Regions from separate parts of the Anas platyrhynchos genome. Here region 2 is linked to region 1. Evidence: chromatin contacts called from public Hi-C data. All regions are on one chromosome and are shown on one strand. The core of a region is the stretch at or near the end of the contact, and the rest is flanking DNA. Distances in the headings are between cores, read along the strand shown.

Region 1 (3,901 bases), core at 976-3,475:
GATGTGGGGACACAGCTAACCAGGTCACCCCGGAGCCCTTCCTTTGTGAGGAAAAGAAGAAAGACCCAACACATTTTCCTCCTGGGCACCCAGGGCTTTGTAAAGACAATCTGAGATTAGTGCTTCTGATATCATCTTGCTTTATATGGGTTTACCAACCTGAGGCATCTGAGTTGGGAAGCTTTGACTGTATTAATAATTGAGAGCTGGGCCAGCTCTATGGTGTAGGACAAACAGTAAAGTCCAGGGAGGGGATTTAAGGTGGTAATAGAGTAGATGACTTTCCTTAATTAGAAATATTAAGTTTGGCTTACCCTTCTCTTCCTGGAGTAATTTCAAGGGTGGGGTCACCCTGTTGTTTGGGTTTATAGCTTGCTATGTTGACAGAAGGATTCATAGGATGGAGTTGTTTTTCTTTTTCTTTCCATCCTTCAGTGCAGCTTGATGGTGCTGTAAAAGCTGGCTGTGCTAAAGTCAGGGCAGTGATATAGTGTGCTGTAAAAATGGCCATTGGTAAATCGGTAATGCTGCACATAAATTGGGAATCGCAGCTGGGCAGAGATCAGAACTGAAACAGCCAGCAGCCAGTTACTTCTCTCCCTTCTGAAAAATGGTACTGGGACTTTCCTATCCAACTTCCACTGAGTTCATCAAAAGTTAAACAATAAAATGCTTATCTTCGGCCATTTCAGATGAACTTCACAACTTAATTAAATTATTCTCCATCAGTGTGGCTCTGAAAGCATCCCCCTTGAAGTAAGATCAGACAAAGTGGCAAAATTGAGTGCCAGGATCAGTTTTTCTTTGTAAATAATTTTAGGTAGTATGGCTGTTCTACTTGGCAAACTGCATTAGGTAGATAATAGTAAACTACTTGGGTGATCACCAGGACACCAGCACAACTGGCACAAACCCAACATCTTGGATTTCAACCATCAGGTGCTGCCGTGAGCAAGGCAAAGTCATGTGTTTAAAGGGAAGTCAAAGTGAGAGGAATAAGGAAAGAGCTTGATGATATGGATGAAGGCCCTCAGGAACTAGAAAAGTAGGTGACCTCTGTCTTTGCTTTTCATGTGGGATCTGTTCGGTGCAGGCCTCTGAGACTGAGCAGGGAGTGAGGTGGTGAGGAGGGGGATTTTCGTCCCCCTCTGCTCCAGATGTGCCATCACAGCTGCTTCCTCCTGGGCATGGCCTTGAGGAGTTCAGAAGCTCACCTTTGAAACCTCTAGGTCCCGTGTCACAGCAGCCAGCCCCTTTTCCTAAAGTCTCCCTAAAAGCTGGGATCTGACTTCAGTACTTACTAGGAAGAGGGTGGCAGGAGAGAGACGAATTAGACGAGAACCGAGATAGCCAGCAGGTGGTGCTCCGTCGTAAACGTGAGGGTTGCTCCACCGCTAAGATGGTAGCAAGAATTTTTGCAGTGCCATCAGTTACCCAATGCTCGCATTTTTTTTTTCCAGTGCATTATGAACTTGGATACAATGATGACTAAAATGGGTTATATGCTATCTAGATAGAGCTCTCGGTGAGGAGGTATTGCGAAATATCACCTTATAATCTGGAAACTTCTTTGACCAGCTGCAATGTAGGTATTGGAGTAAGGGCAAATAATTCAAGAAAGCCCTAATCATTTGGGCTTCAAAGATGCCTCATGTAACTCATTTAAGATGCGGTGCCAGATGGAATCCATAGAAAAATAAATATGTAGCAACTGTAAAGTTTCTCTCTTTCTCCCCTCTATCAATCATCTATTTTAGAATTAATTTTGTGTTTTTTCTGTTGTATTAAAATAATACGCAAGAGCCTGAAAGATTGTAGTGAGTAATGCGTACAGCAAAGCTTAGGAGGGGTGCTCTGTAAAAAAAAAAAAAAAAAAAAGTGCTACTTCAGGAGATGGTCATGCATGAGAACTAGATTTTATTAAATTTGATTTATTTTCTAATGGTTGCTGTAGCCTCTGATTTTTTTTGATATCTAATATTAACTACCTAACTGGCACATGTTCCCCCAATAATATTTCTCTTCAGGTAAAACTGCCTGCCCTGCTTTAATACTAAATGCTATGAAAAAAGCAACCTGCCAGAGTCTTCAGTTTCTCTTCCCTGCAGCACAGAAAGGAAGCTGCAGTAGACTGAGACAAGTATAATGTTTTGGGCCCAGTTCTTCATACAGCTGTTGCTGTTCAGCTTTAGGTAAAAGCAACACTAAAGGTCAGATTATCTAATGTTTTAGAAATAAAACTGTCCTTGACCTAAATCCCGTGCAACTCTTGTGCAGACTGCAAGCAATGATAGACTTCGTCCAGCTGTTTTTAGTTTCCAAAGCTACGATTCAGAACAATCCTGCTCTGAAGCAAGTGTTCCCACATGGTTTTAAATGGTGAATGCCTACCTGTCTCAAATCCAGCAAGAGCAGGAACATACCCTGTTACTTTTTACCCCAACATATAGTAAACAAAAATTTGAGATAGGAAAATAAAAGGAACAGTATCTCACAACAGAGTGTTCAAGCATCCCAGAGAACGGGGTTTTATGCTTCCAAAAGCAGTGAGGGCTTTCTAGATGACTGAATAGAAATGTGCTGGCCTTCACAGGCTGCTGAGAAAGCTCATGTGGCTGAAGTTGTGCTTGTGAGAGTGCTCTATGGATAGGCATGCATGGGGAGGAAGATCAGTTTACAGGTACCTGCCAACATGTCCTGTATGGGTCAATCCCAGCACATCAGACCTTATTGCTGTTGCCCATCTGGTCCAGCATTCTGGTTCAGGCTCATGAAAGCAAAAACTGACTTATGATTCTTCCACTGCAAAATTAATAGTGGTCTTTCCTATCCATTCAGCTAAGTGCTATACCTTTTAATGAGCCTAACAGGGCTGGAACTTCTAGTATAACCAGTGGGAAATGCTCAGCCACAATACATGGCTTAGGTAGCTGTTCCAGGCAACAGGATAGCAAAATGCTGATATCTGAAAATTATACCATCTGAGGTCTTTATTTTCATCCACCTTCTTTCAAGTGACTACTAGAAACTCTGAGACTCATTGTGACACTCTAGATATCAGCATAAAGTGTTTTGCGTCAAGAAAGCCAAAGCAACATTTAAGCAAATGGCTGTGGAATGATCTTTTGGCTGCAGCCAGCTTCAGAGAAAGACCTGTCTGGCATGTACCTGCTTTGATGGCCAGCTGTGCTTGTATTGAAAGTGGTGGGGAAGAAAGCTTCCACTGACCTCCCTGGGGGAAACAGGAGCAGGCACTCAGTGAGCAGTGCTGGAGCATGGTTTTCTGTCCAAGGGCACTGATTAATAGCTCCTATTGGCTTTGGATTTGGCACATACTGAGCACTTCTGCAAGTCAGGCGGGGTTTATGTGTATTTGAGGCAATCTTCCCTTGTATAAGTAATTAGATAAGGTGCATTTAATTAGGCTGTAGAAATTAAGAAATTCAGAGCCCAATTCAGCTGAAGTTGTGCCTGCTTTCACAGCCAAAACAATGCATTTGAAACAGTTTATTGCGAATAAATCTGAGATTCCCTGTTAAATATCCATGCTTACAACAGAACTGTCATTTGGGGATGAGTGTCTCAGTATGGGGGATGGATGGAACAAGACTGCAGTTGAACAAAACTAGAACTTTAACTTAGTCTCTGGACAAACCTGGTAGTTATGGGAAGTTTAGTAATGTCAAATATTAAAGTAGCAACTACTGATGCTCAAAACTGAAAGAAATTGTCATTGCTGACAAGCTGAGAGAACTTGTTAACTTAGTGTGGAGAGTGAGAAGAAAAACACAAATCGTGTCCAGGAAGAACTTCAGGAATGGTCACTGTCTCTAGCTGTGCTGTCTGCTCATACGGTACTTGCACTTTTGAATCTTGCATTATCTTATCACTGACGTACTCG
Region 2 (3,900 bases), core at 267-2,766, 59 kb after region 1:
TATGAGTTAATCAGTTTTGATCCGGTCACTCTTTGCTGCTAATCAAATCATGCTGTTTAGTTCAGCTTTGTTTTGGAGAGTATCTACTCACTTGTGCCAACGCAGTTCTACTGGAGCACAAAGAATATACTAACTCAGATCAGCTTTTGCAGCGAAGGCAAGCTCTAGAATGCTTACACAGTGCAGAAGTCTTTGCTGAAGAGTTGTACAACAAAGTACGTTTTGTCCTCTTTGTGAAGACTGTATCATTATTTTGTTTCCTGTTACAAAGAGTAGCTGATACAGGGAAAACAGCAATCTTCCAATTAGTGTGGAGTACTGCATTTTTTGGGTGAGGAGTACAAGCATATGAGAATTGCTTTGGTTGGTATTTTGTGACTGGGGGCTTGCGGGGCTCTGTAGGGGCTGTTTGTGTTGTGCTGTGCAGGATGAGTTCAAGCCTCACACCAGCCACACAATGCACAACTTCCTCTAAACTGCTGTTTTAGAAGTAACATTTTTTTTTTTTTAAGTTATTTGAAGTGCCAGAGTGTCTCCTGGGAACATATTATTTTCATTGGGAGATTTCCTAACATTTTATTTCTTAACGTATTTTTAAATTATGGTTGCCTAAAAGGCATGGTACCAAATCATTCACGCCTTCTCCAGTACATTCCCAGTGTCTTCAAGTGGCTGTTCTCGTAAGAAGGAAAGTGCTTGGTTTTGGTACATGACTACGAAAGCGGAACATGATATAAATAAGTAGATGACTCGAGTGTACCCAGGCTTTTTTAACCTGACAGTTCCTGATTTGTGTCAGCATTCACGTGGGCTCTTCCTGCTCGTCTGACTGTTGTACATCCTTTATGCCACTATAGCTGCCAAAGCCTTGACTCAAATGATCATTTTGAGGGCAAAGTCTGCAAATGCTGTCTCTTTCAGATAATTGTGAGCACAGTTTACATGCCGGTTATTTGCATTTTAGGTTACCTGGCCAATTGATGCATGCGCGGGTGATGTAAACCGAGATTAAAAAAGGGCCCAAAATAGACTACGTTGTGCATACGTGGTGCGTGCACCTAAGGGGGTTATCTTTGCTCGAAATTTCGAAGTGGGGAGGCGGTGTGAAGCCGAACACCTCATGCTCCCAAGGCTTGTTCTGTGGTGCCCATGGCTGGCCGCCATTCTTGTGGCATCTGGTCCGCGGTGGTGCCACCACCCGCTCCCACCCAGCGTGGTGAGCGCTGCCCTTGCGTGAAGGAGGGCGAGCTGTGAGCCGCTCCCTCCCCCTGCTGACAAAGGGATTCCCCCCAAAAAAACAAAAAAAAAAACCCTTGGGGCCTTCGAGGCGCAACCCCCGCACAAAAAAAACTACAACTCCCATGAAGCTCCGCGCGCGGCCAGCGCCGCCATCTCCCCTCTCACCCTCCGCTGCAGGGAAGGAGCGGGACGGGCGCGGAAGGGGGCGTGCGGCGCTGCGCTCCCCCCCCCTCCCCTCCGTCCCTCCCCTGCCGCCCCGCCCCCCCCGCCGTGTGTCGGTTCCGGGCGCCCGCCGCCATTTAGCGCCCAGACGGCCCCGGGGCAGCTCCGCTCCGCGCCCCGCCGCCTCTCGGCTCGGCTCGGCTCGGGGCTCACCTGCGGCGGCCGGGCGGCTCTGCGCTGAGGGCGGCGGCAGGGCCAGGAGGAGGAGGAGGAGGAGGAGGAGGAGAGCGGGAGGGCTCCGGGCCCGGCTCCGGGCTCGGCTCGGGGCTCCCCGCGAGGCCGCCGCCGTTGTGGGAGCGCGGCCTGGCGCGGGCGGAGGCTGCGGAGCGGCGGGCGGAGGCCGCGGCCGCCATGGGCGCCGCTGCGAGGCGGGGCTGAGCCCCGCGGCTCGGGGTTTTTGTGGTTTTTTGTTTTTTTTTTTCCACCCTCCCTCACCCCCCTTTTTCCGTCGCCGCCGCTCCCGGTGCCCCATGTCGGCCCCGCTGCCCGGCGCCCCGCCGCACGATGGATGCCGGCGCTGAGCGGGGCCGCACCCCGCCGCCTCCCAGCCCCGCCGTGAGGAGCCCCCGGGGCCCTCCTCCTCCTCCTCTTCCTCCTCCTCTCCCCTCGCAGCTCCCTCGGCGGCGGCCCGGCCCGCCCGCCGCTCGCTGAGCGGCCTCGGCCCCTCTCCCCCTTCCCCCCTTCTCCCCCTTCGTGCCCCCTTCTCGGCCATGTCGGGGGGCGCCGCCGAGAGCGGCCCCCCGGCCCCCCGCTTCCTGGCGCCGCCGCCGCCGCCGCCCAAGAACGGCTCCAGCTCGGACAGCTCCGTCGGGGAGAAGCTGGGAGCCGCCGAGCACGGAGCCCCCGGAGCCGGCGGGGCCGGCGGCGGCGGAGCGGGGAGCGGAGGCCGGAGCGAGGAGTACCGGCGGCGCCGCCACACCATGGACAAGGACAGCCGGGGGGCGGCCGCCACCGAGCACCGCTTCTTCCGCCGGAGCGTCATCTGCGACTCCAACGCCACGGCCTTGGAGCTGCCCAGCCTGCAGCCCGCCGCCCCCTCGGCCCCGGTGTCGGGAGGCAGCGCCGCTCCCTCCGTGTCGCCCCCCGAGTGCGCCGGCCGGACCTCCGGCATCGCCGCCGCCGCCGCCCAGGCCGCCTCGCTGCTGCAGCAGCAGCAGCCGCCGCCCGCCCCGCTCCCCGGGGAAGGACAGTGCCCTCAGGAGCCCCCCGCCGCCAAGGATGCCGCCCCGCTGCTGCCCAAAGAGGAGGAGGACGAGGCCGCCTCGCTGCCCCCCAGCAGCGCCGCCGGCAGCGCCTCGGCTGCCAGCCGCGAGTTCGAGGAGCGGAGGACGCAGCAGGAGGACATCGAGGAGCTGGAGACCAAGGCGGTGGGCATCTCCCCCGACGGCCGCTTCCTCAAGTTCGACATCGAGATCGGAAGAGGCTCTTTCAAGACCGTGTACAAAGGGCTGGATACGGACACCACTGTGGAAGTCGCCTGGTGCGAGCTACAGGTAACGTAAATAAAAATTCGGCATCGCCAAAGCATGCTCCGTCTCCCAGGTGCTCGGCTGCATGCTTGACAACGACAAAACCCATTGATTTTTGAGGTCTGCTTGACTTAGGCGGGGAGCTGCAGACCTCAGCTGAGCCTCTCCTGTGGAAGAAAGGTGGTGCAGCCTTTCCTCAGAGTCTGAATAATTTGTTTAGCTTTTTACCTTCAGAAAAGACATTGCAAGATGTTATAAGAAATACAATTCTATTTTACACCTACAAAATAAAACTGGGAGGATCGTAGAAATACTTGCACATAGCGTCAGGGAGGCAGAAGAAAAATGTGTCTGTTGCAATGTAAAGAAATGTCAACTTGAGCTCGAATTAATTTTTCACAATTTCTTTAGGTGCTTTTCTTAGGAAAAATATTAACGTGTAAATTTCACAGATACCTAATGTGCCTGTGGCAGGGGATCCTTGTAGGAGGTAACCTTAGGATATACCCAAAGTCATGTAGTTCATCACCTTTAGTTTTGCAAGTTACTGTTTCATTCTAAGATGTAGGGTTCTTGCTCAATACAGGTACAAGGAGGAAAATAATCATCTCTTTTCTGAAGCTTTGCAAAACCTGAAGTTTAAGGTTTGCAAGTGACTAGTGGATTAAACTGAGTAAGAAACTGTTCTTCTACCAAGTTTCTAGCCAGAGCAGAGCCAGCGTTCTGCAGAAGCCCAGCCTGATGATGACAAGAACACCCTTATTTCGTGCGAGTCAGAGCTTGTGTAACTGAGAGGCAGGTTGCTGTGCAACAACCTTAAAAGAAGTGGGAAGAGCTGGAGTACCAGGAACAACTACCTGGTGCAGTATTTGGCTTTCAAAGCCTCAGTGTTAAATTAAAAGGATAGCACTTGTTTTTAGGGTTGCTTCAGTGCAATCTATAGGGAGACTCATGTAATGTGGCCTTAGTA

Evidence for each region. A called contact is a pair of places that touch in the nucleus more often than the background predicts.
Region 2: a Hi-C map of liver shows a contact between it and region 1, with 2.7 times the contacts expected there. The contact joins the promoter of WNK1 here to the enhancer-like site in region 1. A contact is called at or near these places in 2 of 8 Hi-C or Micro-C datasets (liver and skeletal muscle).

Annotation. Positions count from the first base shown.
Region 1 is chr1:63,824,901-63,828,801 of IASCAAS_PekinDuck_T2T, forward strand. The region is part of intron 2 of NINJ2 (ninjurin 2); the gene reads right to left. Among named protein-coding and RNA genes, the nearest start is that of NINJ2, 31 kb to the right of the region's middle. Within about 2 kb of position 2,226, at least 1 of the 8 cell types and tissues checked has an H3K27ac peak or open chromatin away from gene starts, as enhancers often do.
Region 2 is chr1:63,884,951-63,888,850 of IASCAAS_PekinDuck_T2T, forward strand. WNK1 (WNK lysine deficient protein kinase 1) reads left to right here and starts at 1,517. Exons shown (of 32, transcript XM_072039579.1): 1 at 1,517-2,954. The coding sequence starts at 2,172.